Regions from separate parts of the Mus musculus genome. Here regions 2 and 3 are each linked to region 1. Evidence: chromatin contacts called from public ChIA-PET and Hi-C data. All regions are on one chromosome and are shown on one strand. Each heading gives the region's core, a stretch centred on a gene start, on an enhancer-like site or on the middle of the called end of the contact. The rest is flanking DNA. Distances are from core to core; before and after follow the strand shown.

Evidence for each region. Hi-C and Micro-C count contacts between places; a contact is called where the count stands out from the background. ChIA-PET counts read pairs in DNA pulled down with a chosen protein or histone mark.
Region 2: a contact with region 1 is called in an RNA polymerase II ChIA-PET map of memory CD8 T cells, with 542 read pairs. The contact joins the enhancer-like site here to the promoter of Scfd2 in region 1. A contact is called at or near these places in 9 of 484 Hi-C or Micro-C datasets (CD4 T cells, CD8 T cells, LSK cells and 3 more), 4 of 115 datasets of contacts at active chromatin or transcription factors (the SCID.adh cell line, bone marrow-derived macrophages, effector CD8 T cells and 1 more) and 2 of 9 other capture datasets (adipose tissue and pancreatic islet).
Region 3: a Hi-C map of uterus shows a contact between it and region 1, with 3 times the contacts expected there. The contact joins the enhancer-like site here to the promoter of Scfd2 in region 1. A contact is called at or near these places in 10 of 39 promoter capture datasets (the 3T3-L1 cell line, 3T3-L1-derived adipocytes, the HPC-7 cell line and 6 more), 1 of 15 datasets of contacts at CTCF or cohesin (the NIH/3T3 cell line), 29 of 484 Hi-C or Micro-C datasets (the 3T3-L1 cell line, the C2C12 cell line, CD8 T cells and 16 more), 8 of 115 datasets of contacts at active chromatin or transcription factors (the NIH/3T3 cell line, the SCID.adh cell line, astrocytes and 4 more) and 4 of 9 other capture datasets (adipose tissue, embryonic tail, embryonic trunk and 1 more).

Annotation. Positions count from the first base shown.
Region 1 is chr5:74,530,372-74,533,046 of GRCm38.p6, forward strand. It overlaps Scfd2 (Sec1 family domain containing 2), which reads right to left and starts at 1,371. Exons shown (of 9, transcript NM_001114660.2): 1 at 411-1,371. The coding sequence starts at 1,248.
Region 2 is chr5:74,402,818-74,405,492 of GRCm38.p6, forward strand. All of the region lies in intron 4 of Scfd2 (Sec1 family domain containing 2), which reads right to left. Among named protein-coding and RNA genes, the nearest start is that of Gm32064, 88 kb to the left of the region's middle. Within about 2 kb of position 1,359, at least 66 of the 459 cell types and tissues checked have an H3K27ac peak or open chromatin away from gene starts, as enhancers often do. A contact at or near this core is called in CD8 T cells, LSK cells, the SCID.adh cell line and 3 more, where this site is marked.
Region 3 is chr5:74,431,885-74,434,559 of GRCm38.p6, forward strand. The region is part of intron 4 of Scfd2 (Sec1 family domain containing 2); the gene reads right to left. Among named protein-coding and RNA genes, the nearest start is that of Scfd2, 99 kb to the right of the region's middle. Within about 2 kb of position 1,322, at least 60 of the 459 cell types and tissues checked have an H3K27ac peak or open chromatin away from gene starts, as enhancers often do. A contact at or near this core is called in 3T3-L1-derived adipocytes, the NIH/3T3 cell line, adipose tissue and 6 more, where this site is marked.

The sequences.
Region 1 (2,675 bases), core at 121-2,620:
AAGTCGGTTTTGGCCATGGTGTTTCATTACAGCAATAGACACCCTAATTAAGACAACTGGTATCTGGAAATGTCTAAGAGTCTCAGGTGATGGCAATTCCCTCCATGTCAAGGTCATCTCATTTTTTCCAGTCTCTTGGACTAGGCCCGGTTGTTTTATCAAAAGCAACGCACACTAAAGCCATATTTGCCCGCTTACAGCATTTAACAAATAAAATTGTGCTTTATCTATGTCCACTCTCCACTAGACAAAACTTAACTCCAGATGCTGTCAAATTAGGGGCTGGTTCTTTTAGTTCATCTTTATATTGCCAACCTCAATATGAGGCCAATAAACACATATGCTGAATCAATGAACAGATCCTCTAGCTAGGAGAGTGAAGATGAACAACTCCCAGAAATGCCACCTACCTGTGAGATCCAGAGTTCTATCCACAAAGACCACAGAAGCCCTGCCTGTAGCAGTCTTTTTCCTGTTCTTGGCGGGGGCATAATTTGCCAGATCTGTAGCGATGACCCGACTGAGGGGACCCACGGCGAAACACTCCTCTCGTACCCCTAGATGTTCACACAGAGAACTGAGGCCTGACACGAGGCATCTGATGTACAGCAGCAGCTCTGGGGTTAGGGCAGTGGCATCCACCTCACCCAAGCTGCTCAGCCTCCTCTTGTCGGGTCTGGCACTGTTAAGAGCGTGGACATCCTGAGGTAGCAGTGGGAAGAGGGTAGCAAAGGCTGGAGTAAAAGCGAGATGGGAGGCAACAGGGGCGAGAAACAACGGGACGTGGAGCACCTCGGCCGTATAGTTCTCGTTGCCCATCCACTCACAGAGCTTCTCCTCCAGCTGTTCGAACACCGGCTGCTGCCCCTCGAGCTCGGCCGCTGCAGCGGCCGGTACGTGGTTAGCAGTGAGGTGGACTGCGTGGCTCACGGCTGTGACCACCACACAGTGCTGAAAGTGACTGCGGCAAATGATACTCTGTAGAGTGTCTACGATCCGGCCTTTCAGCGGGCTGCTCAAAACGAAAACCGCCCGGGGCTGCTTGGCTCCCCCGCCAATGGCCTGGGGTTCAAATTCCCGCAGGTGACACGCAGGACCCTTCACCGCCTCCAGAAGCCGGCTGGATCCGCAGCTCCAGTGCAGGCTCTCGGCGCAGGCAGCGTCCAGGTAGACCACGGACCACTTCACTTTGGCCAGCACCTGCTCCCAGCCTTGCTGGGCAAAGGCCAGTATGCCCGCGGCGCTCATGATCCCGTATCGCCAGCTGGCCAGGGGTCTCACCGGCGTACGGGCGGGAACTCAGGTCAGAACGCAGGGCTTCCGGGTACTGAGTACTTTGACAGTCAACACAGTACACGTGGGCCTGTCTCTGACGCTCGGCGTTCGCGCGCGCGGTGATGACGTCTTAGGCGCTCATTGGCTGATCAGGCGCGCGGGCTGGCGGAAGGAACGTCTGCACTTGAAGGAGGAACGGAATGTGCTTACAGGGTCGATAGTCCCTGAAAAGCTGGAGGCAGCAGCTTTCTAGGAAAGAATTGAAATGGGTTTTGTTCGTCCCTCCCTTGTCAGCTCTCATCACCTTTTCCTCCAGGTTAAGAATTCTCGGGAATAATAAAACCTGGTCTGAAGCAAAGTACTTCCCCCATCTGAACTTGGAGAAGCCAAACAACTACTGCAACGTAATAGTTGGTCTTGTGTAGGTTATCTTCTGCGTTGGTGCACTCCAGCCTCGTGAAATACCTTTTGGGACCAGCAAGATGGCTCATAAGGCTAAAAGCGCTTGCAACACAAGTCGTATGACCTGAGTTTGATCCTTCGGACTCAATGTAGAAAAACAGGACCCGGAAAAATTGTCCTCCATGTGCCAATTGTGGAAAACGCACAATCACCCATCCCCAACACACACACACACCACATACACAGAGAGAGACAGAGACAGACACACAGAGAGAGACAGAGAGATCCTGTCTCCACACAGTCAAAAGGCTTTGGGGTCCATTTCACAGCTACTAAGATGAGAATTGGGTTGAGGAATAGATATACTGATCTACACATCTCAGTTTAGAACCTGTTTTATTATTATTATTATTATTATTATTTAATTGTGGAAACATGCATGAGATAAAAAAATTTAGTAATTTACTGTTCTAATTGTGTGTGTGTGAGTGAGTGTGTGTGTGTGTGTGTGTGTGAGTATGTGTGGACAGGATCTCATTGTGCAGCCCTAGCTGTCCTGGAACACATGATGTGGATCAGGTTCGTTGCAAACTCACAGAGATCTGCTTGCCTCTGCCTTCCTAGTGCTTGGATTAAACGTGTGTGCCACCATGTCCACCATTAGTCATTTTAAAATGTACAGTTCGGAAACATTAAAAAACATTCATGCTGCTGTACAACCAATCTTTGGAACTTTTTATTTTGCAAAATCAAAATAGTTTCAAAACTATATACCCTTTAAATAACAATTGCCACCCTCAACCTCAGCTCCCTGCACCCCCCCCCCAGCATTTGTCAGCCTCTACTTTAATCCTGTTCTCTTTGCATTGGCACTGTGGGTCTTATAATTGGGTCCCTGTACTATCTGCTTTATTGTGATTAACTTACTTCACCTAACATCATTCATCTAGTTGTGACACATGGCAATTGCTTTCATTTTAAAGTTTTATTCGTGTGTT
Region 2 (2,675 bases), core at 109-2,608, 130 kb before region 1:
ACCTACCAAGACGGCAGGAAGGGCAGAATGATGCCCCACTTCCTGCAGTCTGTGGCTGTACAGAGGCTTTCCAGATGTGATGAAGACTGTGACGTACTTTCATCTCTGCGATCACACACCTTCTAGAAACAGCACAAAAGAGGACAGTTTATCTCAGCTTACAGTTGCAGAAAGATTTCAGTGTTTGAGAAAGCTAGACATTAGGAGCAGCTCAATCCCTGGCAGCAGCCTGAGGCAAAGGCTGTTCATATCGTGGCAGACAGAAAGGAGGAACTCAGGCCAGGAAAACTCGTTCCTAGTGAGCCATGTCTGCTAAGGAGGCCTCGCCTCCCCATACCTCCACTATGAGAATAGTCTCATAAGCTGAAGATTTCGGTCTGAAGCACAAGTCCGATGGGGCCTTTCAGAGTCAAACCATGAGCTTTTCTGCCTGGTTGCCAAGGGACAAGGGCTTCCCAGAGAAACAGTTTCCCAGGTCTAGATGCTCAGGCACTCAGCAGCCTGGGCTTTCAACCTGTGAGGGCTTGCCTTTAAGAAACAGTTCTTACTCCCCAGTGCAAAGTGTGTGCTTTACTGCCATGGACTAAGGCCTCCTAGTCACCTCACAAGTACAGCTGCATCGTCACCTGTGCCCACCCTGAACACAACTATAATTGTCTCTACGTTCCACTGCTTGCCCGGTCCATGCCTTTCAAAGTTCTCTGTTCTGATTTTGCTCTGGACTCTTGCGTTAAGCCAGGCAAAAAGTAGGAAACATTAACCATGCCACAGCATGAACATTATATTTTGAGAATTATATCTGCCAAATAGATTAGTCCATTATTTTTCAATGTGGTTTTATTCAAATGTTCAAGACATGGGAAAAATATAGGCAGATTTGCCAGAAGGTCACAGAGCTTCAAGCCCAGTTCTTAACAGGGTCTTTACTTCTATCTGAAACCTCATGAGTCCTCCTTATGCTCTGCATTTTTATTGGTAGTCTGGTCTTCCAGGCACCCTTCAGAATAGCCCTTAAGAAAAGCTCCCCCCCCCCCCCCCCGGGCTGGAGAGACTATTCTGTGATTTAAGAGCACGTGCTGTTCTTCCAGAAAATCCGAGTTTGGTTTCCAGCTCCCATATCAGATGGCTCACAACCACCTGTAACTCCAGTTTTAGTGAATGCAGTATCATCTTATGGCCTGCTCAGGCACACACACACACACAAACACACACACACACACACACACACACACACACACACACACCCCTTAACAAAAGGAAAATAAAAATGTTATAGCACTCTGGAAAGCTCCTGTAACTCCCATGCCTCCAAACTCCTCCCTCCTGGCCCCAAAAGCCAGGTCAAAGGCCCGATAGACCCACGTGATCAAGTTTATCCCAGCAGCACCTGCTCTCCTGGCTCCAGTTCTCCACACTAACCACTCTGTGTGTCGTCTCGACAAAAGCAACCCAAGGTTGTCAACATCCCTTTTAGCTTGTGGTTTTAAAGGATCTCTGTTTATCACACTGGAGAAGGCGTGTCAGCAGAAACAGACCACCCTGTGACAGTGGAAACTTGTGTTACAGGCTAGTCACACTCAGCAGACAGGAAGCCACAAAGGCCAGTGAGAACCCATGGTAGCTATTACCTTCAGGGGTCCACACCTAGTGACTTCTGCAAACCAGGCTCTAGCTCTGAGAGCAATGGCTCTCAACATTGTGTGATCTGTTAATACAGTTTGTCATGTTGTAGAGATACCCCCCACCATAAAATTATTTCTGTTGCTACTTCATAACTATAATTTTGCTACTATTATAAACCATAAGGTAAACATGATATGTGGGATATCTGATATTTGAACTCCAGAGGGGTCATAACCCCACAGGTTGAAAACCCACTCACTGTCGTTAAAGGTTTACTTTCTTAAAAATACCACTATAAGGCGGAACAACATTATGAACTAACCAGTACCCCGGAGCTCTTGACTCTAGCTGCATATGTATCAAAAGATGGCCTAGTCGGCCATCACTGGAAAGAGAGGCCCATTGGACACGCAAACTTTATATGCCCCAGAACAGGGGAACGCCAGGGCCAAAAAGGGGGAGTGGGCGGGTAGGGGAGTGGGGGTGGGTGGGTATGGGGGACTTTTGGTATAGCATTGGAAATGTAAATGAGCTAAATACCTAATAAAAAATGGAAAAAAAATACCACTATAAGCTGAGGTCTCGTGAACAACACGAGCCCATGGGGGGCAGTGTAAGGTCAAGCGCTAACGCTGCAGCTGTTGAGATGAGGCAATGATCCTGGGTTATGTGAGCAGGACCAACCTAATCCCAGGCTTTCTTACAGGTGGGCACTTTTCCCAGCTATGCCCATTGATGAGGTAACAAAGAGAGGCAACAGTCCTGTCCCTGAAGACTGATGAGAGAAAGCACAAGCCAATGAATACAGAGGCCCTGGAAACAGAAAGAACAAGGAAACAAATCCTTCTCACGTCTCTGGAGAAGAAGACATCCCACATAACACTTAATGCTAATTCAGTAAGTTCTACAGAATGATAAAGTGTTACATGTGTGTTTCGAAGTTTGAGGTCCTTTGCTACAGAGACAAGAGGGCATTAACGCAAGCAGTCTGTAAGGTAGAAAATGAGAAGCTCCACATTAGAGCATGGAGCTCTCGCTGAGAAAGAACAGTT
Region 3 (2,675 bases), core at 72-2,571, 99 kb before region 1:
CAAAAATAATGAGAATGTTATAATAAAAATAATTTTAAAAATTTAAAATAATACCCAGTAAAATTATCACTAGTATTAGTCGTGTGATACTGCTCAGAACCTCCCTTTGAGTCCACCTGTTCTCTGATGTGACACATGATCAGATTTTTCATTTCTGCTCACCAGCTGAAATTAGAGGAGTGGCTTTTCTTGCTATCAAAGAAAACAGACCTGATGGACAAAGAAAACATGGGGACCTTTCTATGGGTGTGCTGCATACGACATTCAACTCCACTCTCTTCTTGAGGATCCTGGCTTCATGTTTTATCAGTCACAACCTTTCATTGTGTTCCTTCTTACAGCAGCCCCTATTTTAAAGGTGCTTTCCAAATAACCTTATGTTTGGACTGAGTTAAAAATGCTAAAAACAGATGTGCTCGCTATCTTCCAGGAATGCTGCAGAGATCCTAAGGAGAGTGGACTCAGCACCACCTGGATTGGACCCACAAGACAGTAGCTACTATTAACAAGCCCAAAAGAAAAGAGAGAATTTGATTTTAGTGCCCTGTTAGAGATATTTGGGCAAAAGAAAGTGTATTTATGTGGAAAGTTTCAAGACATTACAAATGAGATAAAGCTAAATGAGAAGAACACAGACGTGCAGCCCATAGACCTCAGCTCGCCATATGTGAAGTATCAAATAAATAGCTTTTCTAATCTCAAATGTTAATCTCTCCTTTCAGCCTTCCTCATTTTATGGGACCAAATATTTCAAGCCTCATCTGGGTTCTATTACAATCTCAAAGACAACACGATATCTAGGAAAGAGTTTATATGTAAAAATCACTTAAACTCAGGCAGTGGTATAAACTGAAGTCCAGACTCCATTACCCCTAGATTTCATGTAATTATATTCCTTTTTCTTTAACTCCAAAATGATAATTTTCTCCTTTGGCACAGAGTCTCTTTGGCTCCAGGTTTGATGCCAATGCAGTCTTACTGTGAAAACAAATTAGAAGTAGGTGGTCTGGTTAGTCTTCACAATGCTCCATTTTAATCAGGCAGAGCAGTGGAGAGGACGGCTGTGGAAACGCTGGCGGGTCTTCAAACAACAGTGCACGCTGTCCATTTTACTCACAATGAAAAAGCTCTTCGGGAGATTTCGATAACGGTTCCCCTCCTACTCGGAGTCCACATTTGTAATGTTTATATAAGTGGGGCTATAAATCTTTCTCCAATAGACCCCATGGTTTCTGAGGCAGACTTCTTGTTATAAACTGCCTGTTTCCGGTTTGCCTGCCTAAGCAAGGCAGGCAAAGCCAGTTCGCCAGAGACTGGAACTAATTTAATGTGCTCCAGGTTTAAGCCCCTAGCCTGTGTGCCTTTACAGGGAGATTTTACACAGCGGATTACAGCTGACTTTAACAATGATTCATATGATAAGTGGCTTTCGATTTGTTTTTTAATGTCCGAAAGTATGCATTTGCAAAGGACATGTCATCAAAATAATGTTGTTAAAGTAATACCCTTAGAAAGGGAAAAGAAGGAATTCAACTTTTCATCAAAATGAAAAAGTTTAAATGTTATCCGTGCCAAAGACTCTTGCACATGAATTTAAGGGTTCTATTACACAAAATAAGACAAAGTTGTTTATAGACAGTTAAGCCTGGATGAGCTCCAAGATGTGATTGGTTAAATTGATACATTTTACCTCAAGGTTTGGTCCTGTTATTAAAAATACTGAAGCTATCATGAAAATGGACAAAAGCCCTATTCTTTCCAGCCTCAAAGAGATCCTGTGCGTTTTTTTTCAAAGATGCACCATTCCTTGAGACAAGCGCTAACTGAAACAGAAGCACATTCACAAACCTCCACTACCATCCATCAGGGGAAAAACAAAAACGTGTCATCTGTTACCTCAGCAACGCCCCGTAAGAAAGTAAACGGCACCACAGAAGCGAGGAGTCTACTAATCCTCTGAGTGTCTGTGCTGAGTACTCTCTACAACACCTTTTTAAAATACCAAATGTAAGAAGATAGGTTTGTCCCAAGCTGTTGATTTCTTCCAATTTTTTTCTTTTGAGATTCCTTCAAAGGGCAGGGCAAAGACATACAGTAGGGGGCAGTGTTGCACCACCGTGCTCTCACTTGGAAAGAATCAAGGCCAGACCGAAGGAAACCCAGCCATTATTCTTCATTTAGACTTATTACCCTAATTATTACAAAATTTCAGAGTTTTTCCTTGTAGCATAACCTGCTTTTTCACCACCTACATACCTACATACCATATTAAGATGTTTTAAGTGATACAAAAACAAATGTTTTTAATAACAAAACCAAATCCACCCAAATATCCGAGACATGGCTGATTGCTGTTTAGCCGTTGATGGAGAACTATTTGTTCAATGTCATATTTTAAAAGCACGAAGACTTCTCCAACTGCAAATATCCAGATGTTCTTTATTGTAAATATAATATCACATTGGGAGATGGCTAAAAAAAAAAAATGAATGAACCTTGGTCTAAAATGAAATGCAGAGTTGGTTTATAAAATACAAGTCAATGTGACCCATGCTAATTAGATAATTTTAAAAATATGGGGTAAGAAAATATTTACAAGTACAAAATGTCTTCATATCTTCCAGAAATAAACTCTTTTGTTCCATCTGCTGGGCTGGCTCTCGGAAGGAGGAAAC